Regions from separate parts of the Mus musculus genome. Here region 2 is linked to region 1. A link is a contact called in public Hi-C data. All regions are on one chromosome and are shown on one strand. The core of a region is the stretch at or near the end of the contact, and the rest is flanking DNA. Distances in the headings are between cores, read along the strand shown.

Region 1 (4,260 bases), core at 264-2,763:
AAAATAACTACTAAAATAAGTCATTTGGATGTTTCCTACTTTACTCTCTAGTTAGGATCTTTAACAACGTTTTTCCTTCGATGGTTTAACATTCATGCACTGAAACAGAAATGTAGATGACTTAAAGCTAACAGAATAAAAACTTAAAGAATCACAGTATAAAGCGTTCCATTAGAAAATGCACAGGTGCCAGGGTGAGGTGGTGGGCAGGGTGAGGTGACATATAACTGTGACCACAGCACTTGAGGCAGAGGCAGGGGGATCTCTACAGGTTCCTGGCCAGCCAAGGTTTAACAAGCCATAGTGAAACACTTCCCAAATATCAAAACAAGAAGGGGGTTGGGGAAAGAAAAAGCACGGATGTCAAATTGTCTGGACAAAGCCAAAAGAGCCTTGGGGAAAATAACCAACATTTTTAATCCCACAAATGTGTTTGGTGACCTCAGAAACCTAACAAACCCTTAGGTCTGATGGAATTATTTTTCCAAACAATAGCATAGTAATTTTATACAGAAGATGGCATGGTATTATAAAAAAGATATTTTGAAAACTCAAGTGTCATATTAGAAAAAGCAAAATAACAGCAGAAATCATTCTTTTTCTTTATGACACAAATATATAATCTAACCAAGATGTAAAGAAAGCATTTGTTCACTTCCTGCTTTACAAATCTTTTTCTAAGAATTAGTTAAGTTTAATGTTTTTATATCATTCTTGCTGACAACAAGACACTCTACAATATGGCCAATGCCAAGGCTCTATTCAGCCCCTGGCCTGAAGTACCTTTTTGGTAAATACTAGTCAATGCCTGGGAACTCTAGCTTCCTCTGCTGTCAAATACTCTTAATGCGGCATCTTTCTATGTGTGCATAACTTCCTTTCTTCTCCTGTGTAACATATGGAACCCCAAGTTTCTGTCAGTGGGTATTATAAAAGCGTATGCATGCTCACGAAGAACAGTTTGGGTTGTAGAAAATTAAAAGACTGTCATCCCAACAATTAACCTCCTGTTACAGAAAAAGGAGAAGCCATCTGTCCTGTACACCCAGGTGTAAACCCCAATTAGTGAACTTCAAAGTGTCCAGGATGGCCCGCCAGATGCTCCTGCCTCCCAGCCGCCTGGGAACAGAAAACGCGAGCCAACTAGTAAAATGCATGCCACCGTCGCCTGTGGCCGCGGAAGGCCCGCATTCACACGCTCAAAGTTGCTCCTGCGGGCCACACGCGAACTTAGCAGACGCTGGTCCCTGTCCCCGAAAAGTTCTGGGTCGTCATCGACGACTGCGGACGAGCCCTGGCGCCCACCGGGCCCGCATCCGGACCCTCGGCCGCGCACGCGCCGAGACCCAGGTCAGGAGAGCGCGCTCCCCCTCACGGGCTCCGTCCCGGGAATCCCCCGCACCCGTTGCCCCGAGGGCCCAGCATCGTGCACCTGGTCTTCCTCGCTGATATCGATGAAGGCCGGGACGCTCATGGTGAAGGCCGGGCTGCGGAAGACGCTCCGATCCAGAAACACGCCGACCGGAAAAGAGAGCGGTGCCGTACAGGGTTACGCACAACCGCTTCCGGGTCAGCCACAGAGGGCGGGCCTCGTGGGCGGGGCCCACAGTACTACTTCCTCCCCGCGGGCCTCTGCTTCAGCTCCTCGCAGGCTCCTACCTGAAATCTTCCCCTCTCCCCGGAAACTTAGGTGGGTTGGGCTAAAGTGTCCTCTGCCCGCCTGCTGCCTGCGGGTCACGGAACCCTACCTGGGCCAAAGCTTCGGGAGCCTAGAGAGCTCTTGCTGCCTCTGAGAGCTTTCCAGGTGCCCCCTGTCCCTAAAGCCTTGGAACTATTTTTTTTTTCCCCTGTGTTATGCTTCCCAGTTTGCTGGTCCAGTTGCTAGGCCATGCTCCTTGCTAAGTAAGGGTGACTAGTTTTCAAAGAATGCTCCCACTTAATTAATAAGGACTTATCCAGAATACACAGTGCCTCAGTGTATGTTAGGGATTGACTCCAGGATCCCTCCTCTAAGGATTCCAGAATCTATGGGGCTCAAGACGCTTACATAAAAATGGCTTAGTTCGTGTCTATATAACCTCCTGTGTACTTTAAGTCATCTCCAGGGCACTTAAAATAGCTAATCCAATGTAAATTCTATGTCCTCTGTTTTCTAGGGAATGACAAGGTCTGCGTATTCAGCACAGATATTTCTCCAGAATATTATAGTCTGCAGTTGATTGAACCTGGATGCAGAACTTGGAGCCATGAAGATCAAGAACATTGTAAATGCAACAATAAGGGGGAAATGCAATTAAAAAGTGGGCTGAAAAAGTAAAAACAGACTTTATTAGAGAATATACACATGGTATCCTCAGTTGATAGAATGTCCCCAATAAATGGCCTGTCAGGTATTTTCTTCCTTAATGATTGACATGGGAGGGCCCAGCCCACTGTGGGTGGTGCCACCCTGGGTAGGTGGCCCTGAGTTGCATTGAAAAGTAAGCCAAGCTAGCCACAAGGAGCAAGTCAGCAGGCAGCGAGCAAGCCTCTGCTTCAGTTCCCACCTCCAGGTTCCTGCCTTGGGTTCCTGCCATGACTTTCCTCAGCGATGGAGGTTAACCTGAGAGTTGTCAGATGAAATGAACCCTTTTTCCCCAGGTCGGTTTTTGGCCAATATTTTATCATAGCAATGGGAAGCACACTAAGACAATCTTCCTGGAGTACTGGGTTACAATGTGGAATGAGTGTGTGTGGGGGGGTACGTTCTCAAGGAAGAAAAGGAAGAGAGACTGGTTGAAAAGAGGGGAGCAGATTTCTGAGGGGGGAGAGGAGAGAAGAGAGGGTGTAAGAGGAGAGTGGGGCGCTGAGCCAGAACATATTTATTAGAATGGTCTTCTCAGAATTTCAGGAGGGAGAAGATACCCAGTGGTCCTGTAAACACACTAATATACTAGTTAACTAGGCCAAGGCCCGGGCACTGAAGCTGGAGGGCAACCCTTGCTCATCATCACAGCAATCTTTGCTTTGAATTTTGAAAGGTGACTTTTTTTTTCTAAGATTAATACTTTTCAACCTTGCTTTCAGCTTCTTTCCCCTTTCTTGATGGAAATTTGTTTCAAATGTTAATGTTGCCAGCTTTTTCTTCAGTATTTTATTTTAACTCATCAATAAGTCTTTCTTTAAAAATACATATATTTTGTTGAACATTTTAAAACCCTATTTTAATATTAGCCCCGTCCCTTACTCGCCCCTTTTTTCTGATTTCCTTTATTCTATGACTTTGTGAAGTAAAAGAGGTGACTTCAGGGGACTTTTGAGAAGGAGGTTTCAAAAGGATAGAGACAAAATTATTTGAATCTTTAGATATTTACTCATTCGCTAAAAACATATTGATCTCTCTGACAAAATTATGTACCAGCAGGTGGTTGACCTTCCAGAGAGAACAAAATTAAAGCATGCAACTTATTTATTGTTTATGTTATTGTGATGGAACCAAACCCAAGGCTTTGTGTGGACTAAGCAAGCTTTCTATCACTAAGGGATTAACTGTCATATTAAGGTTTTAATTGCCATGATGAAACACCATGACTAAGAGCAAGTTGGGGAGGAAAAGGTTTGTTTGGCTTCCACTTCCACATCATTGTCCATCACTGAAGGAAATCAAGACTCTAGCTGATGCAGAGGCCACGGATGCTGCTGCTTGCTGGCCTGCTTTTCATAGCTTGCTCAGCCTGCTTTCTTGTAGAGCTCAGGACCACCAGCCAGGGATGGCATCACCTACAATGGGCTGAGCCCTGCCCCACTGGTCACTAACGGAGAAAATGCCTTACAGCTTGCTTGCAAGCCCAATCTTATGGAAGCATTTTCTCAAAGAAGGTACCTGCCTCTCAGGTAATTATAAATTGTATGACACTGACATAAAACTAGCCAGCATACTCCTTTATAATTTTTCAATGACACTTTTTGTCAAATTCATTTCTTAATTGAAAAAAGACCCTAGCATTATTTTTCGTTAATAAAATGTTTTCTGATAATCTTAAGGTTTTTCTTTAAACACAAATCTGCCTTAGACAAATGGTACAAGAAGTACTATCTACTATATGACAGGAAGCATTCTAAATGCTTAAAAAAAAAAGTTTAGAGTCAGTTGAAACTGGGGTTAGCTGATGCTAACCTATGCCTGATATAAAATGGGGTCACTGGTATGTTAATAGCAGTAAAGAGTCACCCCTGCTGATAACCACACATACAACCTTCACTACTATATTATCCTTCTTG
Region 2 (3,843 bases), core at 331-2,830, 890 kb after region 1:
CGAGGCCAGCCTGGTCTACAAAGTGAGTTCCAGGACAGCCAGGGCTACATAGAGAAACCCTGTCTCGACCCCCCCCCCCAAAAAAAAAAACCAAACCAAACCAAACAACCAACCAAACAAACAAAAAAAACCCAAAAAATTCCAGAGATGATAAGAACATATTTAAGAAACTCGGGTGGCAGGGGTCCATCCCATAATCAGCCACCAAAACCAGACACTATTGCATATGCCAGCAAGATTTTGCTGAAAGGACCCTAATATAGTTGTCTCCTCTGAGGTTATGCCAGTGCCTGGCAAATACAGAAGTGGATACTCACAGTCATCAATTGGATGGAACACAGGGCCCCCAATGGAGGAGCTAGAGAAAGTACCCAAGGAGCTGAAGGGGTCTGCAACCCTATAGGTGGAACAGCAATATGAACTAATCAGTACCCTGAGAGCTCGTGTCTCTAGCTGCATATGTAGCAGAAGATGGCCTAGTCGGCCATCACTGGAAAGAGAGGCCCATTGGACTTGCAAACTTTATATGCCCCAGTACAGGGGAATGCCAGGGCCATGAAGTGGGAGTGGGTGGGTAGGAGGGCAGGGCGGGGATAAGGGCATAGGGGACTTTTGGGATAGCATTTGAAATGTAAATGAAGAAAATATCTAATAAAAAAAATTAAAAAAAAAAAAAAGAAACTCGGGTGGGGTGTAGAACTATCTGAATACCAAGGACTGTCATTTCTTTGAGTCAACAGGCATCTTTAACATCCACTCTTTAGAACCATACCGCTCTACTATTTAAGATGAGTAGCCAGGCTGTGGGAAAGAGGGCAATACTTTCAACTTTTTCTAAAGGAACCCTTCTTTAAAACTCTAAAAAGTTTTGTGGGTTAGTCCCAGCTTTAAGCTACCCGGGGTTGGAAGGAAGGAGTCCTAAGACACCAGCAGAGGATCCTACAAGCCAATTCCTTTCCATATGTGTTTCTTTTTCAGTAGTAATCATTTTAGGGTAATGGCATGTAGGGAGTCCATGGTCATCTAGAAATGAGGTGCTGAACAGAGAAGAGTAAGGAGTCTGGGTCTTAAGGCGGGCTTAGTGCACACCTCTTGACATCTCCATGCAAGTTTCCTCCCAGTCTTCCTCTGTCAGGGCAGGTCATCCTAACCATGCTTATGAAGAAGAGAGGGAAAAAGGAAATGGGTGCGTGGGGCCGGGCCAAGCACAGGGGTGATGGGCTGCCCAGGAGTCCCTCCCCCAAGTTTCTCCTGGAACGCGCCCACATATTTATTCTGAACCGACCTAAGAGCTGGTCCAGGGCTGGGAGCCCGGTTGACACCAGCAGTTGTCCATTCCGCACCGACGGTCGCGTGCCAGCAATGGACAGCAGCCGAGGGCCCCCTCCGGGGCCCCCAGAGGCCTTGCCCTTCCTCTGGAAACTAGAGGTGCCGCCCTGACCCGCCTCGGACGCCACAGACCGGGAGCTGAGGGTACCCGCGCCGCAAGTGTCTGCCGCCGCCATCTTGAAGCTCCTACGATGACCCAATCGGAACTCTGGGAACTGGAGCGGGGGGCCTGTCAGAGCTAGCCCCAAAGTCCCGCCTACACGCCATTGGCAGCCAATAGAACTGAGATTTCCTTGCAGGTCAACCAATCGCAAGGCCTATTGCTGAAAAGTGCGGTGCGTAAAGCTGGAGGGGTGTACGCGGCCCTGGTCCGTCTGAGTCCTGGCCGAGGAACTTCTGTTGGTGTTTGGGGCCGCAGGTGGGTACCGTCCTTCGGCATTCTTGATTTGCGAGTGCCTACGTTCACGAGTTAAAAGGAAAGGAAAGAGAAGCGATTCGCCCCCAGGGCTTCTAAAGCCACTGCGAGTTGGCGCTCTCCCCTGCTGTTTAGCAGAGAGACGCCTCTTTTTGCCTCTCTCACCTCTTGGGTCTCTAAGGAAAGTTATTCCCCATCCCTACCACCCCCACCACTACCTCTCCTCGAAACCTTGATTTCCCGAATGGTTGAGCTGTCTGGACAGGAGTAACTGTGACTTCAGTGGCTGGTGAGCTCTTGGGCTTAAGGCAGTGAGAACCCAGGGTTAGGTGGGTTGGGTTAAGGTAGACTTTACTTAGAAACTTCCGTTTATGAACTTCGAGACCATTGGGCTTTCTTCCCCCACTCTCACAGACTATACCTTTCTGACAAGTCCCCGTGAGCAGCTTTTCTTAATTTTAATTAGTGTTTCTGGAAATCTCGGAGGGTCTTTCCTAAGCAGTGTGAATGGCAAGTGTTACTCTGACAACCTTGTTCACACATTTAATTGTCACTTCTCCAAAGCAGCTGCAAATAACGGAAACTACTTGAAGTTTCTCTCCCCTAAATCTGAGTGGAATTAGATGTATTTGTACCTTATTTTTCTAGTAATTTGAATCTGAATGGAGAGGGTTCCTACTACACTATGAGTTTTATTTGTGGTAGAAAAAAAACCATGTAATTCAGACCTGATTTTTTTTTTCATATGTGAACTGGAGGAGGAATTGGTTAAGTGATTTCTAGAAGACATCCAAGATAAGCAATGTTTGAACGGAAAAAGAGACCTAAGTCAATACTTGTGTCACTTAATTACTGCTGACAGTGATGGGTGATACATGATATATGGATTGATTGATTGATTCATTCATTCATTCATTCATTTATTTTGAGACAGGATCTCTCTATGTAGCCCTGTTGGTATATAACTCACAGAAGTCTGCCTGCCTTTGCCTGAGACTTACAGGTGAATGCCACCACAACACCTTTACTTACGGTTTTTTCTTTCCATTCCCTCTTTCCCTTCCTCCTTCCCACCCTTTCTTTTTTCCTGCATCATATTTGGGCTTGGGCAGGAGACTATAATCCCAAACAGTTGGAAAAGGAGAATCAGATATTCAGAGTTAGCATCAGCAAAACAAATAATAATTAAAAAAACTTCAAACAAATATAAGAGAATCATATGGGGGGGCAACAAAGTTTGTGGTTTAGCAGCACATCAACCAGAGAGATTTGATAAAGGTTGCTTGTTTTCATTTCAGATATGTCACACTGGTGACAGTAGGTACAGCACATGCCTTTATATTTTTAAGGCACTCAGATAACTGCTAAGCACTTGCTTTCTGCTTAAACCCAGTCTTGTAATTTTTATACAATCTTATAATTTTATTAAAATGGTGGATTCCTTCTCTAATAGCAAATAAAGAATTCCTATCCTAGTTCCCAGTCTTTGTAGTTTAGATGTCAAACTCCTTTTAGGCAGATAATATACTTTGTTTCTTTTGATTATCCTTTATTATTCTCCATAAAAACCCAACACCAGTTAGAGTCACAGTAGGAAATATGACAATTACTGTATATTTGTGTTTGGTCTTAAGTGGATAGCTCTGAGACCAAATAGTAAGTAATTTAGGTTTGGCAGACAATAAAATCTCTTGAATCTTCTCATCTCTTCCATGAGTAAACCATGAGACTGGCATTAATGGTTGAGCACAGCTTTGCTAGAAGCTGAAATTTAATTTCAAATACTTTTTATATGTTACATCATGGTCTTCCTTTTCCTTTGAGCCATTTAAAAGTGCCAGTTATGTGGCACTTCTTTGTGTTGCCCCACAGAAGTAAGTGGCAGCTGGAGGGTTACACAGCTGTCAGCCTGTGTGGTGGACTCTTCTATCTTTCTCTGTTCTATATACTTTATATTCTAAAACCCTTCAAGGTCTTAGTATGGTCATGCTCCTCACTGTCTCCAGTGTTTATTTATATTAGTTTAAAAAATACTATTGTTTGAGAGCAATTTTTGAAGAAATATTACTAAAGTTGTCCTTTTGAAGCAGACTCTGCTG

What was found. A called contact is a pair of places that touch in the nucleus more often than the background predicts.
Region 2: a Hi-C map of pre-B cells shows a contact between it and region 1, with 6 times the contacts expected there. The contact joins the promoter of Elp4 here to the promoter of Eif3m in region 1. A contact is called at or near these places in 2 of 39 promoter capture datasets (erythroid cells and pre-B cells), 2 of 484 Hi-C or Micro-C datasets (muscle stem cells and pre-B cells) and 1 of 9 other capture datasets (adipose tissue).

Annotation. Positions count from the first base shown.
Region 1 is chr2:105,015,514-105,019,773 of GRCm38.p6, forward strand. It overlaps Eif3m (eukaryotic translation initiation factor 3, subunit M), which reads right to left and starts at 1,514. Exons shown (of 11, transcript NM_145380.2): 1 at 1,433-1,514. The coding sequence starts at 1,474. Gm38521 (predicted gene, 38521) reads left to right here and starts at 1,608. Exons shown (of 2, transcript NR_165821.1): 1 at 1,608-1,690; 2 at 2,157-4,260.
Region 2 is chr2:105,902,984-105,906,826 of GRCm38.p6, forward strand. Elp4 (elongator acetyltransferase complex subunit 4) reads right to left here and starts at 1,581. Exons shown (of 10, transcript NM_023876.4): 1 at 1,286-1,581. The coding sequence starts at 1,505. It overlaps Immp1l (IMP1 inner mitochondrial membrane peptidase-like (S. cerevisiae)), which reads left to right and starts at 1,655. Exons shown (of 7, transcript NM_028260.2): 1 at 1,655-1,747.